Regions from separate parts of the Mus musculus genome. Here region 1 is linked to region 2. A link is a contact called in public HiChIP or PLAC-seq data. All regions are on one chromosome and are shown on one strand. Each heading gives the region's core, a stretch centred on a gene start, on an enhancer-like site or on the middle of the called end of the contact. The rest is flanking DNA. Distances are from core to core; before and after follow the strand shown. Region 1 overlaps Jarid2 (jumonji, AT rich interactive domain 2). Region 2 has its middle 24 kb from the start of Cd83.

Region 1 (6,780 bases), core at 1,277-3,776, 940 kb before region 2:
CCTGGAACTCACTTGGTAGACCAGGCTGGCCTCAGAAATCCGCCTGCCTCTGCCTCCCGAGTGCTGGAATTAAAGCCGTGCACCACCGCTGCCGCCCAGAGTAGCACACTTTTCTACTGAGCACCTACTGTGTCTTACAACCAGCTAGCTCACATTCGGGCTCCTCTCAAGCAACCACTGCAGACCACATGCCCCGACCTCTTGTTTCCCCACAAATGGACCTCAGACTACTTCACACAACAAGAATGAAGGAATAGGAAACCTGCCCTCTTGTGAGTTAGCAAAGATGTAACCTCCAAGAAACAAGAATATCTTCTGGGTATTATTGTTTATATGCAGAGTACTCAACTTACTGTTTCTGCCTATAGGCAAGGAGGATTTATATATAAGGTTTGCCATCCAACAAGCAGTAAACCACACCAATCAAAGCAGCTTTAAGAAACCAGCTGCTGGGGCTGGCAAGATGGCTCAGTGGTTAAGAGCACCGACTGCTCTTCCGAAGGTCCCGAGTTCAAATCCCAGCAACCACATAGTAGCTCACAACCATCCATAAATCTGATGCCCTTTTCTTGAGTATCTGACGATAACTACAGTGTACTTACATATAATAAATAAATCTTTTAAAAGAAAAAGAAAAGAAACCAGCTGCTGAAGAAGGTGGAGGTCAGTTGGATGCTTCAGAGCACCTCTGTCAGGGATGGAGGCCCCACTCCAAAATCTAAGTCAAAGATAACATACTTCATGGACACGCAGAAATTAAGTTGACAGGGACTAAGGTTGTCATTTATAGCAGCACATTTTTCTAGGAAGCAAGCCACCAGGGAGATCTGTGCTCCTAAGAAGAAACTGCCCACTTACCAGAACACAGACACACACACTCAGTTTGCTTACCTCACCAGAAGATTTAAACCACCAAAGATGTACAACAACTTTTCAAGCCATCACAAGAAAATGACTTGTCTCAAAATGACTCAAAAAAGTAGGGGCTTTTGATAAGAATTCTGAACCCCAAAAATATAATCGAAACACCCAAAGCAGGAGAAACGGGTCAAGCAAGGGAAGTGCAACCAAGTACTGCACAGGGGCTAACAACAATGACCATGAAACTGCTGTTCCCTTCTGGGGCCCTGTAAAATTAGTCCTTCCCCTGGGGGAGATGTGGCCAGCACTGTTTCTATCACTGCTGTTCAGAGTGAGCACATGAGAAAGGGTGTTAGAAGGCTATCTGTATTTGTTCTCTGTTGGAAGTTGTCTATGACTGAGAGGTAAATAAATACATGTCATATATACCACCTTAAGGAATACTTTATGGCCAAGCACGGACTTACTTACCCCAAACCCTGCTTAATCAGCCCACCATGTGGAACTGTCCTTTTAGGCTTCAAACACTTCCTAGAATCAAAGAGATTAAGACGGTCTCTGCTCAGGAATCCAGAAACTAGGGTCACTTGACTGTAGGAAAACCCACTGAATAGGTCAGATCCTGGGTATAGCTATGGTTTATTTGGTAAGCAGGAGTGATCGTTATTCCAGATAAAGCTCAGTGGGATAACTGACCTTTCCTTTGGAGCCCCTCAAGATTGTGACATCCTTCTGTAATGTGGGAGAGCACTATTGTGGCCTTCCCAACTGGGAATAAAATATAGAAACACAGTTCTTCATCCTAGTTGGCTTAAGAGGCTTAAAAAGCTATATTCTTACAGTTGGGGCAGAGTAGCCATGCCCTCCAACATTTACAAAGACTAGAGAACTGAATGGGTTGAATGGGTTAAAGGTTGGTCTGGAATGTATGAAGTCCTATGGTCAACCCAATACCACAGGGCTGGAGGGTCTCAAACCCAAAGCAAGGCTGCATAGCAAGGCTCAGGCCTTCAAGGGGCAGAGACACAGGAAGATAAGGAGGAACATTTACTGTCATGTGAAAGAAATATCAATGAAAAACTATGTATACTGGTCCCTAAGGCCTCCTTGCCAAACAAAAACTGGACGTGGACCCATAGTTCTATCAGGACTTGAAGAAGTCAATGTAACTAAGAGAAACCGTCCTGACCAAGTGGGTCTGATGTCAAGTGGTCCTAACTTCTAGATTGCTGAAAAGAAAGCAATTCCCAAAGCTGTCTCACATCACAAATTCAATCTCACAAGGCTAAATCTTGAGTACTATTTAAGCTTCGGCTGACAGTCATACCTACTTGGAGCTGTGAGATGATTAAGACTTTAAAAGTCAATTGCAAAATTCTAGATAAATGCCTTTTAAATCTAGGACAAAAATTGAGCACTCTAACTGCATGGGAAGGGGTTAAGACAAGAGCCCTGTTAAAAGACCAGGACCGGGACCCACAAGCACTACAAGGACAACCAACTGTCCCAGGTTCCTTAGTCTACGCCTCTTAAAGGGCAGATGATGTGCCAACTATTTTAAAGCTCCAACACACTAATTCTGTAAACAATAATGGCTACAGCCTGCACACTGCGCACTGGAATGGATTCCTCAACTTGGCCTCATCACTTATGCAGCTGATGAAACAAACACTGACAGCTTTTTTGCATTTGTAAAGGCCCCACAGCAGCTGTGGTGATCCCACCATAGAGCAATGAATTAAGCCTGAAACCCAGCTGGGTCTGAACAGAAGCCTTTTTTGCACAATACAGCAAGACTATCATTGTTAACCTAGGCATTATTGGGAAATAGTCTGCATTACATTATAGGGCAGTTCTAACTCAATTCTAAAATTAGCTCTAATAAGCAATTTTAATTTTAGTGGGAGGGATGTAGCGGCTGTTTTCCAGATGATACAACTATGTATATAGGTACGCCACACAAAAGCAGCACAGCAGAACATAATTTCCAGTTAACGCAGCTTAAAATACTAACTTCTTAGACACACAAACACCCAGGGACACACTAACTTCTAAGTTGAAGTGGGCACCCAATAAATAGGTAAGCTAAATTAATGGCCTTCCAACAGAACTCAATATAAGTCATTACAGACAAAGGGGAGTATGTGAAGTTAGTTAACATCATTAGAAAGAAAAAAAATACTTTGACAATGAACTTAAACTCTGTATAACATGTAACTTTCCAAACATAGACCCATTAGTGTTTGGCTTCCTACCAACAAGAATCCTGAGAAAAAGAGTGGACATCCTTAGCACCATGGACACTAGGTACCCTCCAACCTTGACAGAATGCTACCCAACCAATCTCATGGGGGTCACTCTACCAGTCATCTGCAAATTTCCCACTCCACTTCTCTTGTTGCCCCTGCTTTAGTTTAGTTTCTGAGTGCTTAAAAATGAGCAAAACCCACATTTCCAATAAGCAACTAACTATATCATCTAAACAACTTCACATAAGAATAAATCTAACAAATCAGAAGTATTTTTTTTTTTAAAGAGCAGCCAGGATGGCTCAGTAGCTAAGCTCTCACTAGCTGATCTTCCAGAGGACCTGGGTCCAATCCCCAGCACCCACATGGAAGCTCAATACTGTCTGTCATTTCAATCCTAGGGAATCCCATGCCCTCTTTTGGCCTCTACAGGCACACACATACATGCAGGCAAAACACCCACATACAGAAGATAGAATTTTAAAGAATTATGTTCCAGACCTCTTCAAAGATCTTTCATTTTACATTTATCATGAAAAGCACTTAGTGTTTAGCAGGCTGGGAGGTAGAGGCAGGATGGCCTGTTTAAGGCTATCACTCACTCTCACGCGCACACACATTTTCTCAGAGATTCTTAGTAGTTAACTCTTCATCCCAAAGCACATTGACACTACCCACATAAAAATGTAAATGAGACCAGTGTGGTGGCTTATGCCTGTTAACCCACAACTGGATAAATCTGAGGCCAGCCTAGGACCAAGAAAATTTAACACACATTTTTAACCTTTAATCTCAGTATTCAGAAGGATCTCCCTGGGGTCAGCCTGGTCTACAAAACAAGTTCCAGGAGACCAGAGGTACATAAAGAAACTTTGTGTGTTTTCTTTGTGTGTTGAGGGGTGGGTGTGTCCGTCCTTTACCCAAAGTAGGACCGTTTAGGAAGGAAGACCTGAAAACCAGAAATTTGAGGTAACTACTCATTTGAAAACCTACTACAGGACAAAAAAATCTGAGCCACATGAAGCAAATCATCCCATGATGAACCATGAAACTCCACCACTAAGCAAGGGAATATAGGGCTTCTTCTACATAAACATGTAAATGGCACTAGTTTACAAATGGACAGAAGAGGGGCTGCAGAGATGGCTCAGAGCTTAAGGCTTCTTCTCTTCCAGAGGTTCTGAGTTCAATTCTCAGCAACCAAATGATGGCTCACAGTATCTATAATGTGACCTAATACCCTCTTCTGGTATGCCAGTGTACATCCAGGCAGAAATCTGTATACATAATAAATTTAAAAAGTCACAAATGGGCAGAGGAAGTAATAATGGCTAAATCAAAAGTGACAACCAGCCAAGTAGGGAACACACCTTTAATCCCAGCTCTTGGGAAGAAGAGGAAGGTGGATCTGAGTCTGAAGCCAGCCTGGTCTACAATTGCCTTCAAGGATATACAGAGGTACACAGAGATAGATGCCCTGTTTTGGAGGAGAGTGAAGAGGGATGGAGAGGCGAGCACTGGCTGCTCTTCTAGAGGACTCACATTCAATTTCCAGCACCCACATGACAGTTCACACCTGTCTGACTCCACTTCCAGAGGATCCAGCACCCTCAGACACTAATGCGCATGAAATAAAAATTAAATTTAAGCTCTGGCATGTTGAACAAGGTAGGAGGTGTCAGAAAAGTTGCCACAGGGATAATTGGCTAATGGTGGCCAAGTGCCCATAGCAACGTAGCTTTTTGATCCTTTGATGTCAGTTCCTCTATCATTGTGAAGCAGAATTCACCAAGCACTCACCAATTAATAGGGAATGTGCGCTGGGTTTAGACCACAGTGAGACAGGGTTCCCAGGCTGCCCTTTGGGAATCAAATGGAGGCCAGAACCAAAGTCTATTTTGATGAAGCACCATTTGGAGGGACTGGCTGCCTTCCTTCCCAAAGATTCTCCCAGCATGGAAGGGTGGACTGCCCACCGGCCCTCCCTCTCCCTTGACCCACTTCCCCTCTTCCACTGTACACTCAATAAATGAATGAATTAGTTAATTTAAGAAAAAACAGTGGCAGCCAATCAGAAAAAGGACCCCCACTGAACCCCAGAGGTGGAGGGCCTTAAGGCAAGTATAGAAATAACTTATCTGTAGTAAATAGACTTAGTGATAATGAGCATTTTTGTACTTTTTCTAACCATTTACTGCATTTTCTAACAAATGCTATCAATCTTATTGCCACATAAAAGCTTGCACACAACAGGAAAAAGGTGTACATAACCCCAAATGTATCCTCCTAGTCTGGTTTCTGGTGTTGTGATTAAAAAAAAAAAAAAAAAAAAAACCAACAACAACATAAGAGAGGAAAGGGTTCTTTTACTTTACAGGTCACAGGACATCTGCTGGAGAAGGCAACTGCAAAAATGGGGGAGGAATGCTCTCAGGCTCATGGTTCCCAGAACCACCTGTGCAGAGGTGGGGCCGCTCACAATGGGACAGCCTTACATAATGATTCATCCCAAAAAAAAAAAAGAATAGAAAGAAAATGGGGGTGGAGGGGAGAGGCAGGTAAATAGTGAATCCTAGCTTGTGTAAAATTGACCAAAAAAACAAAACAAACAAATAAAAACCAATCAGCACAGTTGAATAAACATGTGGTGTATCTATCCACACTATGAATGGGATCAAACCTTGAAGAATACTCAACAGTGTGAGATTCATCTTTATTACATGAAAAAAGCCAGCCCATCACAAAAGCCACATACTTGACACATTCATGTCAAGTATTGGGGGGCGGGGGGGGGGGGGGGGCGCGGAGATGCTCCTCAGAGTCAGAAAAGATTAGTGGTTGTCAGAGGCTGGGAAACTCAGTGAAGTGGGTGGGAAGTAAGCACTAGTGTGGAGTGCTGCAATGTTCTAAAATTGACCACACTGACACTTGTATAACTGAATATACTAACAAACCACAGAATTGTTTTAAAAGACATTACACTCACATAAAATTATATAGGAAAAGACTGAGATGCCTCATCTTGGTTTAAAATACCACAGACATGGGGGCAGGACCAAGACTGCCCAGAACTGTGTACAAGACAAAAGAAAAGCTTAAGAGTTGGCAATTTGTAAAAGACACAGCAAGCAAAGGTCAGTCTAGTACTCAAAGTGCTGGCCTAGGGCTCTCAGATGAAAGAATGGCTACCTCAAATGCAAGAAAGCCCTGGGTTCCATCCCCAACATCTGTCATATGTCTGCAACCCGATCAGATCACCTCCCGGTCGGGAGGAAGAATCAGGAGTCCATCCTCTGGGCTAAGGAAAGCCTAAAAAGAGAACTGAGCGGGAGGTGGGGTGATATTCAGCGCTAAGGGTTCTTTTCTTGCCCAGCAGAAGGTGGGCCCTGGATTACATTCTCAGTGCTAACAGAAAGTTTAAATGTAAAGCTGTTGCTGACACCCCAGCTCAGCTGCATACCTACACTCCCAGCTACTGGGAAGGTGGAGATAGGAGAAGCTAGATAGAAGCCAAATGAGTTTTCTCCCCCCAAATTTACTTCTGGTCAGTTTGTTTGTTTTTAGAGCAACAGAAAAGCAAACAAGGACCAGGAAAAACGTATCCCCCAGCCCCAACAAAAACTGCAATTTTACAGAGACAAAAGAAATGGCTTCCCAGGTTTAAAAAAAA
Region 2 (7,365 bases), core at 4,518-7,017:
AATAAATCTATTTTTTTTCCAGAGAATTCTGGGTTGCTTTGGCTTCCTAGTCCTTCTCTGTAGCTTGCGTGTGGCTGACCTGGGGATGGAGACAGCCGGATCCCCATAAGAATAAAGAAGCCATGGATATTAGCCCAGAAGCCCAGAAGCTCGGAATACCCAAGATACAATTCACAAGCCACATGAAACTCAAGAAGAAGGAAGACCATAGTGTGGATACTTCTATCCACCTTAAAAGTGGGGAACAAAACATTCATGGAAGGAGTTACAGAGACAAAGTGTAGAGTAGAGACTGAAGAAATGACCATCCAGAGACTGACTCACCTGGGGATCCATCCCATTTACAATCACCAAACCCAGACACTGTTGTGGATGCCAACAAGTGCTTGCTGGCAGGAGCCTGATATAACTCTCTCCTGAGAGCTTCTGCCAGTGCCTCATAAATAGAGAGGTGGATGCTCACTGTCATCCATTGGACTGAGCATAGGGTCCCCAATGAAGGAACTAGAGAAAAGACCCAAGGAGCTGAAGGGGTTTGGAGCCCCATAGGAGGACAAACAATATGAACTAACCAGTACCCCCAGAGCTCCCAGGGACTAAACCACCAACCAAAGGGCACACATGGTGGGACTTATGGCTTCAGCTGAATATGCAGCAGAAGATGGCCTAGTCAGTCATCAATGGGAGGAGAGGCCCTTGGTTCTATGAAAGCTCTGTGCCCCAGTGTGGGGGAATGCCAGGGCCAGGAAGCAGGAGTGGGGGGTTGTTGAACAGGGAGAGGTTGGAGGGGATGGGGGGAGGGTTTTTTCAGAGGGGAAACCAGGAAAGGGGATAACATTTGAAATGTAAATAAAGAAAAATACTCAATTTTTTTTAAATTAAAAAAAAAAAGAATAAAGAAGCCAGATTATAGCTTTGTCTCCAATCCAGCAGGACATTCAGCAGAGAGGCAGTGAGCTTCTCTCTCTCTTCTCCATTCTGCTGGGCCTGCACCTAGCTCCCAACCACATCCAAGTTGGTCCCCTGTAACTCTAAGTCACACCAGGGAAGTGAGTGCGGAAGCCAAAGCTGGAAGCTCAGCTAAGCTGGCCCCATGCCCTCTCAAGTATTGGCAGGAACCTGAGGGGATGGACTCACGGGTGGGCTCTGAGCTGACATCATCAGGGGCTCTGGGTACCTGAGAGAAAAAATGAGGTGGAATTGTGTTTGTTGATGTTGGACACTTGGTTGGGTTTGGAGGTGTTGTTGTTTGTTTGTTTGTTTGTTTGTTTGTTTGAGCAAAGCCCAGGACTCATTCGCTGGTACTAGGAAAGATGTGTAGGGAATGTAAGACACATGGTTGCCAATCTCAGTAGCATTTTGCCAACCTAAATAATAACCAGAGAGGCATCCTTCACAGAACGATGACATTGATCTGGGAGGAGATGAACATTGCCATGGGAAAACAGAAGCCACAGTAACTGTAGGTGAAAGGAAAAACTTGAGAGCAAAAAAGGGGAGACATTTATATAAGTTGCGTGACTACAAAGTTCTCCTGGCTGTGCAGACCACAGGCATGGGTTGGCATCTGCTGGCAGTGTCCTGCTTGGACGTGTATTCTGCCAGCAGCATCTTGTCTGAACAGTTATGGTCTTAATGTGCATTAAAGATAAGCTTTGTTGCCTAGCTCTGTACATACTTGTGTGTGTGTGTGGCATGTATGACTTTGGCTTAGCGGGGCCTGGCAAGAACGATAGCATCTTGCTGTTCAGTCTTCATACTTTCTGGGAGACGTGGTCGAGAGGCTGAATCTAGAGTTAGGACCCTTCCTGGAATTACGAGTCTGGTGGCATTGTGGGTAATTCCCACGACTCAGCAGGAGAAGGCGAGAGGTTTAGGAAGGCCTTTCTGGACTACAAAATGAGTTCAAAACCAGCCTGAGCAATTTAATGAAATCCCATCTCAAATTTAAAAATACAAAGAGGGCTGGTGCTATAGCTCAATGGTAGAGTACTTACCTAGCGTGTGTGAGACCCTTGTATTGAATTCCCCCCCCCCCAAACCCCAGAACACTCTTGAAGACTCTAGAAGAAGAGACACCTCCTTCTGCCTAGGAACCCCACATGAGCATGGCTGCTTCCTGGAGAAGCAGGAACCTAGCCGGTTACCACCATGGATTTTAGCTCATGGGTGAGGAAGAACAAAGTGTTTCTGAAAGCAGCATCATAAGAAAGTAGTTCAGTTCCCAAAATTCTCCAGATGTTAACTTATTACTGGGGACTGTCTGTCGTTGGCAAGATCAGACTCAGCAGCAGCCAGTGCGGTGGCAGTCAGCCCTTGGTTGTCCAGGCCGAGTCTGGATAAAGAGTCAGAGGCAGATCTTCGGAAGTCTAGTCTAGCCAAGGCACAGACATACAAGAGCAGCCAGGGGCAGGAAAGAACCCATTAAGTGCTGAGCCAACACGTGGGATCCCACCTTTAGTTGGGGGTTTGGGAGAGTGTAGTATCAAGGGTGGTTGACCAAGGTGGCTGCTCATAGGCTCTGGCTATGGAGAGCCTGGAAAAATAAAGTCACATTGAAGACTCGCTATTGGCTGTACAGGTTCTGAATGCATCTCAGAGGCAGAGCACTTACCTGGTGCGCAGGAGACCCTCCATTCAAATGCAGACGCACCAAAACCACAAACAACCCGACAAAGAAACCAAACCAAAGCAGCAGCAACAACAGCGCAGACCTGGGACCGTTAGAGCTGCCCAGGCTGATGCATCGAGTGACATCTGCTTCCTTTCTGTGTACTAATGGGCTCATGGCCTGCAGAGAGTCAGCTCCACTGGCAACCTGGGCTGCTGCTTGCTACTCCTCACAAGGGATTCCTCTGTTTCTCTATAAGGTGACCCTCTCCATAGAAAGGAAAGGTAAAGAAGGCCCACTCTCTATTGTCTACTGCTGACCAGCCACTGGAAGCTGGAACTCTGAATTCTAGAAGCTCTAGGGACCCAGAAAGGACAGGAAGGATGGTCCCAGGAGTGGAGCTTGCTGAAACTATATGGAGAAGGAGGCAGCTTCTCCTTAGTCTGTAGCTTGATAGCAGACCCATTCTGTAACCTCTCCGCATCGCACGGCCTCCAGGGCCACCCCTCTCTGTGCCACTCCAGAGTGCTTGTCCTACGTCAAGCATCTTGCAAGCCTCTAAGAGAAGGACAGCACATGCAGAAGAAAATGAGGCTGGTACTTTAGTGTGTTCTTTGTACCAGCCTTTTACTTAAAATTCAAGAGATGTTACCAGCACCCACCTAACAAATGAGTAGATTGAGACAGCAAGAGTCCAAGCGATTTGTTTAATACGATTCAACTGGTGACTGATGGAGCCTAGGATCCAGTGCACATCTGTCTGACTCCGGTGCAATCTCTTTTTTCAGACAGTAATGTATCCTGCCCACGTTGTATTGATTTATGTGTTCCCCCTGCTGGGTTTGCTTGTATTTTTAAAAGAAAGAGTCTGAAGAGAGGAAGATGAAAGATGAATACAACAGATGACGTCCCGCCCTGAATGTCTACAACCTCACTCACGACAGAATAATGGCATTTCCAGAGTTTGGGTCTTAACTTTCAACAGATATTTTTTTTTCCCTTTTTGCTACCCTTGATCCAGCAGCAATGGTTTCTGGGTACATATTTTGATTTTTTTTAAAACAACAATGTCAACTTTAGGTATGAAGAAATGGAATGCATTGAGGGCATTTATACAATTGCAACTCAACGTACTAAAATAAGATTTAAAATTAAACGTAAAAAACAAGGGCTCAAGAGATCTCTCTCTCGGTAGTTAAGAATGCTCGCTGCTCTTTCAGAGAATATTAGTCCTTGTTTCTAAAACCCACTTCTGGTGTCTTGGAACCCTCTTCTGGCCCTCCACAGACATCTTACGTATACAGACACACAGACACACCGATGTGATGCATCCACAAAGCCGGTGAGTGTCAAGGCTTGCTGGCAACAGCAGAAGCAGGGAGAGACGGTGCCTAGAGGTCCTTCCCAAATGCATTCAGAGGGAGTGTGGCTCTGCAACACCTTGTGTCTTTAAAAAGGACATCTAAAGCGCCTGTGTAAAACACCTCCATCTGTGTAGATGCATCTGTGTGACCAGTATCTCCCAGGCCACGGAAGCACTGTGATGCCTGACCCCGTTGTGCCCAATCACAGTCCGGTGCATTCTGCCCACCGGTCCTGTCACCAGCTGGAGCGTTGTTCCAGGACTGAAGCCACCATCCATTTAAAAACATATCCCAGCCCAGTCCCTCGAGGAAGCCTTCCCCCGGTTATTGGATAGTGGGATACATTTTCAAATGCATGATGTTTTAATCACCCCAGATTTGAACGGCTCCTCTTTTACTCCCTTTTTGGAGCTTCCATAACAAAAGGTCACACACGGGCAGCTTAAAATAACAACAGCAACAGCAAAAAGATCCTGAGATCTGGGAGCCGGAAGTCTGACACAAGGTGTTGCAGAGCCACACTCCCTCTGAATGCACTTGGGAAGGACCTCTAGGCGCCGTCTCTCCCTGCTTCTGCTGTTGCCAGCAAGCCTTGGCACTCACTGGCTTTGTGGATGCATCGCATCGGTGTTACCTCTGATGTCACGAGAACTTCTTTAGACTGTGTGACTATCTGTGCCTGTGTCCAAACTTCTCTCTTTTTATATATGGACATCAACCTAAGTCACAGCATCTCAGGGTAGCTACATCTTCAAAGACCTTACTTCCAGAGTAGGTTGTATGAATAGGTGCCAGAGGGTAAGACTATCCCAATAGGCCTCTTTGGAGAACATAGTTTGACGCACCAACATACAAGACGGAATACTATGTCCCACCTAGCAGTTCTGGACTCATATGCAGCAATCAAAGCCAACTCTTGTCCATCTGTTTCCACTGAATTTGAACATTCGCTTCTTGGATTTGGAGTCAAGGCAGGGCTCATGAGACTTAGGGAGCAAATTGACAAGACTCTGGAAGCTCATTAAAAAAAAAATCACAAAATTTACAAGCCCCTCCTCAAAATTATAGCATCAAGAAACAGTGGCTGGGAGAAAGGTCTAACTGCAAATAGTGAGTCGGCGCCCACAATGCAGTGGGCTTCTCTGCAATGGAGTTGCCTGGGATTCAGCCATGCTACTATCAGGAACCAAAACCATCTCATTGCATGGAAAAGCTAGACTTGTATGGGATCTCGACTTTCGTCTGTGGCGGGTGCCTGTCTAGATAACTAGTCACAGCTTCCTAGGAAATGCCACATGAGAGTCACTATTTGCCATCATGCAGAAGAGCGTTTTGTGATGACTATTACCTTGGTATGTGGTGATGAAGCCTCTTTCGGAGACCATACCACCATCCTTCGAGTCCTGGTGAAGTTGGCCCATGAACTTACACATAACCTGGCTCCTGCTGGAAGTCACCAGACCACTTCCTTATCCCTGTCAGGACTGTACACCTGACCACAGCCTTGGGCTCACAGGGAAATGTTCCCACTTCTGAGTCCACAATCCATAGGAGTGTAACATGGCCCGTTTCCAACTTCGCTCTGTGCTGACACTTCTGGTACCGCCACCCCCTGCCAACTGGAAACAGTGACACACAGCCATCTCACAGGGCTGTTGGGCAATTTAATTAATGTTTGTAAAGCACTCTGGGGTCTTGGGATAAAAACTGCTGTGTAAGTGCAAACTTATTGTTAGTTCTCAGCCTCCTCTCCCTTGACTCCTGACATGGGTCTTTGTTGTTCCTCAATGGGAGTCATTGACAGGCTGTCCAGCTGTCTTTGGGTGGGTGAGTGGAGGGACTTGGACAAATACATACACATTTACAGATTGGTTTTTTTTCCCCTTTGAGAAAAGCATTTCAACTCTGTGGGGCCTCTCAAAGCTTTTCAGTGTCTGAATTTCTCCCCACTTGCCTCTGGTAAGGACTGTAATCTGGGAGAGTAGATTGTAAACAGGCTACTTTGGCAACGAGTAAGGGGGAAAATGGTCAATTGGAAGAACTAGAGCCTCTTATAACGAAGCAAAAACAATATCCCTTACGCATGCAGAATCTAAATGAACAGCTAAGCGGGGTCCAGTTCCTCTGCCCAGAGGGGAATACTGTACGTGTATTTATGCATTGAAAAGAAAAGAGAATAGAAGACTTGCGTTCGTACCCAAATTCCAACTTCCTTCCCCCACCCTAACCTCTCAGGAACCATGGAAACAGTTACACCCAGCTGAGATGATGTTTTTCTGACAGTCCTTTGTGACCTAACTGTGTGCTGCCTGCAATCCCGTGGGGAGAGTTAAACAAAAGAGTGGAAAGGAGAAGAGAAACATTCAAGTGCAATGCCTTGGCTCTGAAGGACAGAGGGCTGTGTGGGACGTGTGAAGGTCTGTACCGATGAGCAATGCTCTGCAGCTCCGTTCTCCTTTCTCCATTGCACATTTATACTCACCCCCTAGCACAACTCATCACACAGCCCAGAGGGTGTCTCTTGGTTGATCATCATGCTGTGCTGGTGTGTTTATTTAGACTTAGCTGCTTTTAAAAACTAAGGAGTAATTGCATAACACAAAACCAGTGGGGCAGAGAACCAAGGAAAGACTCTGGTGTCTGTTACAGAGTTGAAAACACACAAAAGTGAGCCGATGATAGAGGACTCAGGTGGAACATGCTGTGTTCTGGAAGGCAGCCGGTCAAGAAATAATAAATACCACGAGGAGAGCAGATACCAGAGATATCCTTCTAGGTCAGGAAAATGGGTGTAAAGGGGAGTAAAGCAAGCCTGAAGCATGCCATCGATGGCAGGCTTGTTAGCCCCAAGAGCAGCTGGGAAACATGAAGATGTCTTCTGTCCCCTTAGATGGATAAGCTCTGCTTGCTCTGTGGGAATAAGATGGAAGGGATTGACTACTTTCAAAGGCTGATATGTTTTAAAAGGGAAAGGAGTCTTTAGCTTAAAGACACAGAGACAGACAGACAGACAGACAGACAGACAGACAATACACACAAACACAACACTTAGATATCAGACTGACACTCAAAACCTAGGCCAGCGAGATGCCTCAGTGGATAAAGGCTCTCACCACCAAGACTTACAGCATAAGTTCAATTCCCAGGAGCCACGTGGCGGAGGAGAAAATGAACTCCTGCAACTGACCTCTGACCTCCACACGCATGCCAATGCATGCTCATGAAAACAAACATAATAAACAAACAAACAAACAAACAAACCTGAAGACAGACAACTGAAGACCGTTTCAGTGTGCGCAAGCCAGCTGGTCTCCATGGTCTCCTATCTGTCCCACTGAGTTTGTGCTGCTCTGGCCCTTTAGCCTGCCATGTGGTTTGGACGCTACCCAC

What was found. HiChIP or PLAC-seq counts read pairs in DNA pulled down with a chosen protein or histone mark.
Region 1: an H3K4me3 HiChIP or PLAC-seq map of embryonic basal ganglia shows a contact between it and region 2, with 4 times the contacts expected there. The contact joins two enhancer-like sites. A contact is called at or near these places in 3 of 39 promoter capture datasets (frontonasal cranial neural crest, liver and stem cell-derived epiblast-like cells), 1 of 484 Hi-C or Micro-C datasets (cerebral cortex), 2 of 115 datasets of contacts at active chromatin or transcription factors (embryonic basal ganglia and microglia) and 1 of 9 other capture datasets (embryonic stem cells).

Annotation. Positions count from the first base shown.
Region 1 is chr13:44,747,712-44,754,491 of GRCm38.p6, reverse strand. All of the region lies in intron 1 of Jarid2 (jumonji, AT rich interactive domain 2), which reads right to left. Among named protein-coding and RNA genes, the nearest start is that of Jarid2, 20 kb to the right of the region's middle. Within about 2 kb of position 2,526, at least 50 of the 459 cell types and tissues checked have an H3K27ac peak or open chromatin away from gene starts, as enhancers often do. A contact at or near this core is called in embryonic basal ganglia, where this site is marked.
Region 2 is chr13:43,805,768-43,813,132 of GRCm38.p6, reverse strand. No RefSeq gene overlaps it. Among named protein-coding and RNA genes, the nearest start is that of Cd83, 24 kb to the right of the region's middle. Within about 2 kb of position 5,767, at least 28 of the 459 cell types and tissues checked have an H3K27ac peak or open chromatin away from gene starts, as enhancers often do. A contact at or near this core is called in embryonic basal ganglia, where this site is marked.